2 separate regions of the Macaca mulatta genome follow, and region 2 is linked to region 1. The links are chromatin contacts, called in public Hi-C maps. All regions are on one chromosome and are shown on one strand. Each heading gives the region's core, a stretch centred on a gene start, on an enhancer-like site or on the middle of the called end of the contact. The rest is flanking DNA. Distances are from core to core; before and after follow the strand shown. Region 1 holds the start of LOC144334221 (microtubule-actin cross-linking factor 1-like). Region 2 holds the start of RRAGC (Ras related GTP binding C).

What was found. Hi-C and Micro-C count contacts between places; a contact is called where the count stands out from the background.
Region 2: a Hi-C map of fetal cortex germinal zone shows a contact between it and region 1, with 4 times the contacts expected there. The contact joins the promoter of RRAGC here to the promoter of LOC144334221 in region 1. A contact is called at or near these places in 2 of 14 Hi-C or Micro-C datasets (fetal cortex germinal zone and liver).

What each region holds. Positions count from the first base shown.
Region 1 is chr1:201,709,767-201,713,033 of T2T-MMU8v2.0, reverse strand. LOC144334221 (microtubule-actin cross-linking factor 1-like) reads left to right here and starts at 1,475. Exons shown (of 4, transcript XM_077962934.1): 1 at 1,475-1,548.
Region 2 is chr1:201,946,203-201,949,518 of T2T-MMU8v2.0, reverse strand. RRAGC (Ras related GTP binding C) reads right to left here and starts at 1,409. Exons shown (of 7, transcript XM_001113124.5): 1 at 1-1,409. The region is part of intron 1 of LOC106997876 (a long non-coding RNA gene); the gene reads left to right. It overlaps MYCBP (MYC binding protein), which reads right to left. Exons shown (of 5, transcript XM_001113156.5): 5 at 2,930-3,316.

The DNA.
Region 1 (3,267 bases), core at 226-2,725:
CCAAGCATAACCATCCACACCCATCTGGCACCTGCCTCTGGGTTACTTTCACTGTTACTTTGACACCTTTCTTGGCTGCTTATAATCATTAAATTTAGGCCAAATTTCTTTCTTGCTTTCTTGCTTTCTTGACGGAATTTTCACTCTTGTTGCCCAGGCTGGAGTGCAATGGCACGATCTCGGCTCACCACAACATCCACCTCCCGGGTTCAAGTGATTGTCCTGCCTCAGCCTCTCGAGTAGCTAGGATTACAGGCATGTGCCACAATGCCCGGCTAATTTTTTTGTATTTGTAGTAGAGACAGGGTTTCTCCATGTTTCTCAGGCTGATCTCGAACTCCCGACCTCAGGTGATCTGTGAGCCTCAGCCTCCCAAAGCGCTGGGATTACAGGCGTGAGCCACCACGCCCAGCCAGTTTAGGCCAAATTTCTTAGCTCAAGGACCTTTGTAAATTGCTCCAACACATTTTTTTTCTCCCAATCATTATGGTGAAAAATAACAGAATGTGAAATCTGAAGACAGGGCTCCAGTCCTGGGACCATCCACTTTCTCCCTACATGACTTTGAGGAAATCATCTCAGTTCTACATCTATACATTAGAAATAATACTGCCTCATGGGATGCATCCATCTTTCCTGCTGGACTGTGAGCCCGTGGTCAACAGGCAGGGATGAAATGCATCTTGCTCACACTCTATCTTCAGTATCCTGCATGCGGTCTGACACCGGATAGATGTTCAGCACATATTTGTTGAATGAATGAACAGGGTTGTGAGGACTGGATTTGGCGTGGTCCAGGTAAAGCGCCTGACACAGTCACCAGGAGACACGCCCATATGGTAGCTGTTGCTATGCAGGTTACTAAGTGGAATGACTTTAGACACATTCCCTCTCTCTCTGGAAACATTCACGTATCTGTCCTAGGAGAGGATAGAAGGGACTCCTGCCTCTTGTTTTGTGTATCATTAGATCGTGCGTGCAGAAGGAGCTCAATAAATGCTTCCTCGGTGGATAAAGCCTCTTCCAAGGCTCCACTTGGGGCTAGCGCTGTCTAAAGAGACTGAGTTCCCTCGTTGGGGCCTGGTTCTTTTCTGCTCTTTACCCTGCGGGGAAGATGAGGCCTTCTTTAGGTCCTTCCATTCAGTTCCAGAAGCCCAGAGGATAGGTGGGCCTATAGTTCCCGCAGGATCTGCAGGACGCTCTCCGGCAGCTGGAGCAGGAGCGCCAAGGGCGGGGACGGAATGTGGGTTTAAGGGAAACCGGCGAAAGCGGGGTGGGCATGGAAAAGGGTTGTTTGAGAATCGGGGTCTGGGCAGATGGACAGCTCGGCAGCCTGAGAGAGCGACTTGGGGACGGTGAGGAACTCCAAGGGGGCGGGCCGGCTGAGCTGGCCCCGGGTCAGCGAGCGGCCGCGGGGCCGGGGCGGAGAGGTCGCGGAGCAGAGGGCGGGGAATTTGGGGGTGTGGTTGGCCTGGGGGGGACACCGGAGGCCACCGGGGAGGAGCTGCAGAGGGGAGGGGCCGCCTGGAGGCGGCAAGAGGACGCGGGGTCAGTGCGGAGGGGGCGCGGGGCGACGGACAGGCAGGGGAGCGCGGGGCGAGCGGAAGCGCAGGGGTGGGGTGCAGGGCGGGGGGAGCGCGCATCGGGGGGCGGGGGGCGGCGTCGGCGCTGGGAGTGGGGGAGCGGGTTGGGCGGCTGCGCCGGCTCTGCTTCAGCCGCTGCCGCTAGGGCGCGGGGGGCGGGGGGCTCGGCGGCGCGAGCTCGGCCATTGTGGGAGCCGCTCCCCTCGGCTCCGCCACGCTCCCCTCGACTGAGCTCCAGCTCGCTGCCGCCGCGGGTCCGTTTTCTTCCTCCTTCGGCTCCCAGGGTAAGGCATGGGGCGCAGGGTTGGATGGAGGCGCCCTACCCGGTGCGCGGGGTGCAGTGATTGATCGCCCCAGGCGGCCGCGCCCCAGCCCCCGGCAGCCGGCGGCCGTGGACAGGCGGCTTGACAGGCGCGGGCACAGCGGCCGTGCGGGCCTCGCACCTGCAGCCCCCGCGGCCGGAGCCGGGGAGCGGTGAAGACGCGGAGCTGGGGTTTCCCCTGTGCAGGCGCTGCCAGGGTGGAAGGGAGGCGTGTTCCCCGGTAAAATGGGACACGGAGCCCTGTCGGGGCCCGGCGCCGGACCTTCGGGAGCCGGCAGGGCTGGGCGGGGAAGGTCGCTTCCCGGCCCCAGGGCTCGGCCGCTGGCCCCAGCGCCCTGTTGGTCCTCGGTCGCGCGTCCCCGCTCTTTGTCAGCCACGCTTGGCGGGCACGCGGACCCACCCGCGTCGCTCCAGGCTCGCGGGCGCGCCCCTCCTCCACCGTGGGGAAGCGGGTGGGGGCCAGGTGGGGAGGGTCGCAGCGGGTGAGAGCACCTGGTGAGGTGCCTGTCGCCGACCGGCCTGCGGCCTAGCGGGTGGGCTGGGGCATGGGCGGGCGCTTCTGTGAATCTCGGGGATTGATGGAATGACCCAGGTGACCGAGGGTCGGGCGGGAGCCCGGAGGTCAAACAAGTGTTTGTGAGCGGCCGGAGATTGACGGGGTAGAGCCTAAAAGGGACGCTTTCTCCGGGAGGAGGCCTTGGGAGAGCCGGCCTTTGTAGTGAAATGGGTGTCTTGGAGAGGAATGGGCGGTTCTGGGATGAAGCAGGTGGTCTGAGAGGAGGGGCATTTTTTCTGCCCCCGGGCTAAGGGTAGGGATGGAAGCTTGGCCTGAGTTTCCCAGAGGTTGAGGCTGTCACTTCAGCACCTGCCCTGGCACCAGAAGGTAATGGGAGGAGGGGTAAGTGCTAGGATAAAGGGCAAAGCTGTGCCAGGACCCTGGGTCCTTTCCTTTCTGCTTCCTGTGGCTAGATCCCTTCTAGATGTTCCTTGGGAAGAGGGCCCACATGCTGCTGGCACAAGGGGTGCCCTGGCAGGGAGGCTCTGCTGCCCGAGGCTGCCTACAGGCCTCCTACACCGTTTTTATGTTTCTTTTGTTATCTCTTTGAATTCTGTGCTTATGGTGGGGATCTGCCAATGACCCAGGAGGCTGTCTCTGCCCCTTGCTACCTCTAGGCTGAGAATCGAGAATCCCGGAGGAGCTGTGGTCACAGACCCATTGTGTCTAGCCATGTAGGCTACCTTGCTGTCTCTACATAGCTCTGTGTGCAGGTATTCCCTATAAGGGAAAATCAACAGCTCCTGCCCTCCCTGGACCCTACAGCCAAAGTCAGAGTTGGGTACCCGGGTTGGCTTTGGGACCTG
Region 2 (3,316 bases), core at 160-2,659, 240 kb before region 1:
GAGTTGGATGAGAAAGCGTCTGAGCAGATCTAGGTGGATGGATAGATTGGGATGTGCAAAGAAAGGTATGGGGGAGCCAGCCACACTGAGGGCAAACCTCAACCAAGGCAGAGTCACGGGTCACCGTGACTTTGTTCTAGCAGGTAGCTGGACCCTGATAGGAAAGCAGATGCAGCCAAGCTAAAACATCTTACCTTCTTTCTTCAGTAAGTCTCCGATAGTGGATACTGCTGCCACTTCAAACCCAACGGGACTCAATTTGCCCTCCTTCCCGCCTTGTCAAAGTCTACTCCAGGAATTCCATCCCCCATAGAACACTGCCTCTTCTATGACCTCGTTCAGATTAGAGATCAAAGTATTGAATAATGAAAGCAAACAAAAGCAAATGCTTGTCACCAAGTATGTCCGAGAAATCTAGAGGAATTTTTATCTTTGACAATCAGGCTCTAGAACTGGAACTTTGACAAGAGGATCCTCTTAAAGCACAGCCCTATACGCACATGCGGGAAGGTATAGGACTTTGGTTTTGTCTAAACCCGTAAGTTAGAGGTAGGATACACCCTTAGAGGTCATCTAGCCCAACCTCTGACCCAAAACGAACCAACTCTATAGTGTCTAATAGACATGCAAAATGCACTTAAACAGTTCGAAGGGAAAAGAGCTCACCATCTCGAAAGGCAGCCAACTCCACCGTGGTAAACTTTTGTTTAAAAATTTCTTGAAGTCGGCCGGGCGCGGTGGCTCACGCCTGTAATCCCAGCACTTTAGGAGGCAGAGGCGGGTGGATCACGAGGTCAGGAAATCGAGACCATCCTGGCTAACACGGTGAAACCCCGTCTCTACTAAAAATACGAAAAAAATTAGCCGGGCGAGGTGGCGGGCGCCTGTAGTCCCAGCTACTCGGGAGGCTGAGGCAGGAGAATCGCGTGAAACCAGGAGGCGGAGCTTGCAGTGAGCCGAGATCGCGCCACTGCACTCCAGCCTGGACGACAGAGCGAGACTCTGTCTCAAAAAAAGTATTAAAGTCAAACCACACTCCCTGAAGCCTAATAGAATAAAATAGGAATAGTCTTCATCTTTTTCATGACAGCACTTCAAATACCAAATTGCAGTATTCATTACCCACTAAGTCTTCTCTGTTCCTTGCTGAACATCCTATTTCAACCATTCTATGGTGCTATTCAATACAACTGATATACATGATAGACATGTTATTTTTCTGCAGTCAAACATGTAGCCGCTAGTCCTATGAGGAATGAGCACTTGAAATGTTGCTAGTGTAACTGAGGAACTTTTTTTTTTTTGAGACGGAGTCTCGGTCTGTCTGTCGCTAGGCTGGAGTGCAGTGGCACGATTGCAGCTCACTGCAACCTCTGCCTCCCGGGTTCAAGCGATTCTCCTGCCTCAGCCTCCTGAGTAGCTGGGACCACACGCGCCCACCACCACGCCCAGCTAATTGTTGTATTTTTAGTAGAGACAGGGTTTCACCATGTTGGCCAGGATGGTCCCTGTCTCTTGCCCTGCATTCAATCTTGTCAATTTCATCAAACATCTGACTCCTACAAAGCAATACTAAACAGTACAACTTTCAGAATGACCATTTAACACCTAGACAATATTTCTATTTGTACTTTCCAGAATGGAATTTTTTTTAAGGATCCATAGAGTGGTTCACATTGATAATCACTGGAACTAACACTTTGTCAGCAATCCTAGTGCCTAAATGTCTATAGCTGCATTTCTGAACCTAAACGTTAAGACTTGATACTTCAACTTTTTGGTTTAGGCCCAGCAGTTTGGGTATTCCACGTGGTTAATCATTTTAAAGCTTGTTTCAATATAGTCTTCCAAACAGACTTTCCAATTTGTGTCACAGATTTGGCACTACCATCTGGTCTGTATGTAATCCTTTACAGTTTGCAAGGCACTTTTACATCCGTTATATTTAATTTGATTCTTACAACCACCTTGTGAGGTAGGCAAGATGTGAAGTTGATATTTTATAGACAAAGCAACAGAAGCATAACAGGAGCTTAACTGGTGGGATCCATTCTCTCTTCCATCGAGCATCTTGTGGTATATTGTCTTCATCCAAATCCTTGACAGAAATGTTGAAGAGGACCTCTAGAGTCTAGGCTGATCCTGAATTCTTAAATAGCACTGACTGTTACAGCAGTTTAAGCAAGTCAGTTTCACCTAAAAGTGTGATTATCGAACCCACATGTTGCCTTTCTGTTCAAAAAGGATAGTACCAAAGACAGTCACAGTCACCTGGCTTACTGACATAAATATTAATACTAATCCAATGAGTAAAAAGCACATGAGGATTGGCTGCCACAAAAAAATTTCAACCTGTATCTACCAAAAAACTGTCACACCAACTAAAGAAGCCAAGTCTCCCTCTCTTCCAAAACCCTCATGGAGCCATGCTTTATAATAATGGTCTGTCACAGGTCCTAACCCACACTGTATTTGATTATATAGTCTCATAATTAAGTCATTCCTCTTTATCACACCCAGCACTTAGTCCACTGCTGCCCATGTAGGAGGTACTCAAATTGGTAAAAGAGAAATCTATTCAAGCGAATGATCTTCTGGGCCCACTCCAAAAACAAACTTGTGACTTGAAGAGGCACCACCAGCCATAGCCACATTCCTACTAACAGGGCTGATTTAAATGCCCTTATAATTGGCTTGGCCATAGTCTCCAACAGGTGCCAAGGCTTTTGCTAGTTAAACCAGTTTTCATTGGATCATTTTGTTTTCTATGTGTTTTGACCAAAAACAAAGAAAGGTTCTCTAACAAGAGAGAGAGAATATATGAAATAGGAATATGTCTATAAAATGACAGTCTTATCAGTAAGGAAAATAAGTGATCAATAAAACAAAACATCTGACTGTAGGTCTACCCAAAGAAAGGAAAAAGGACTAACAAACAAGAATATAGTGCTTTACCATTTACAAATCTTTCACATACATTCTCATTTGACCCTCACAACAACCCTGTGAGGTAGGCATCACGGATATTCTACTCATTAAACAGATGAAGACAGTAAATCTTAGAGCAGTTCACTGATATGCCCAAGGCTCTACAGTTAGTGAGTGATTTGTATTAATATCAGTCTTTGGCCTAAAAATTCAGCACCCCTCTTCCCCTCATACTTGTCCCACCTACTTCACAGGGATTATATAATGAAGATAAAATGAATTCAAGACTAGAAAAATACTTTGAGGGAGAAAAGCACTATATAATTATACCTACAAACTATGATTTTCCACAATATATGGCTCATTCCTCTTCTCATCTCAGCTTGTG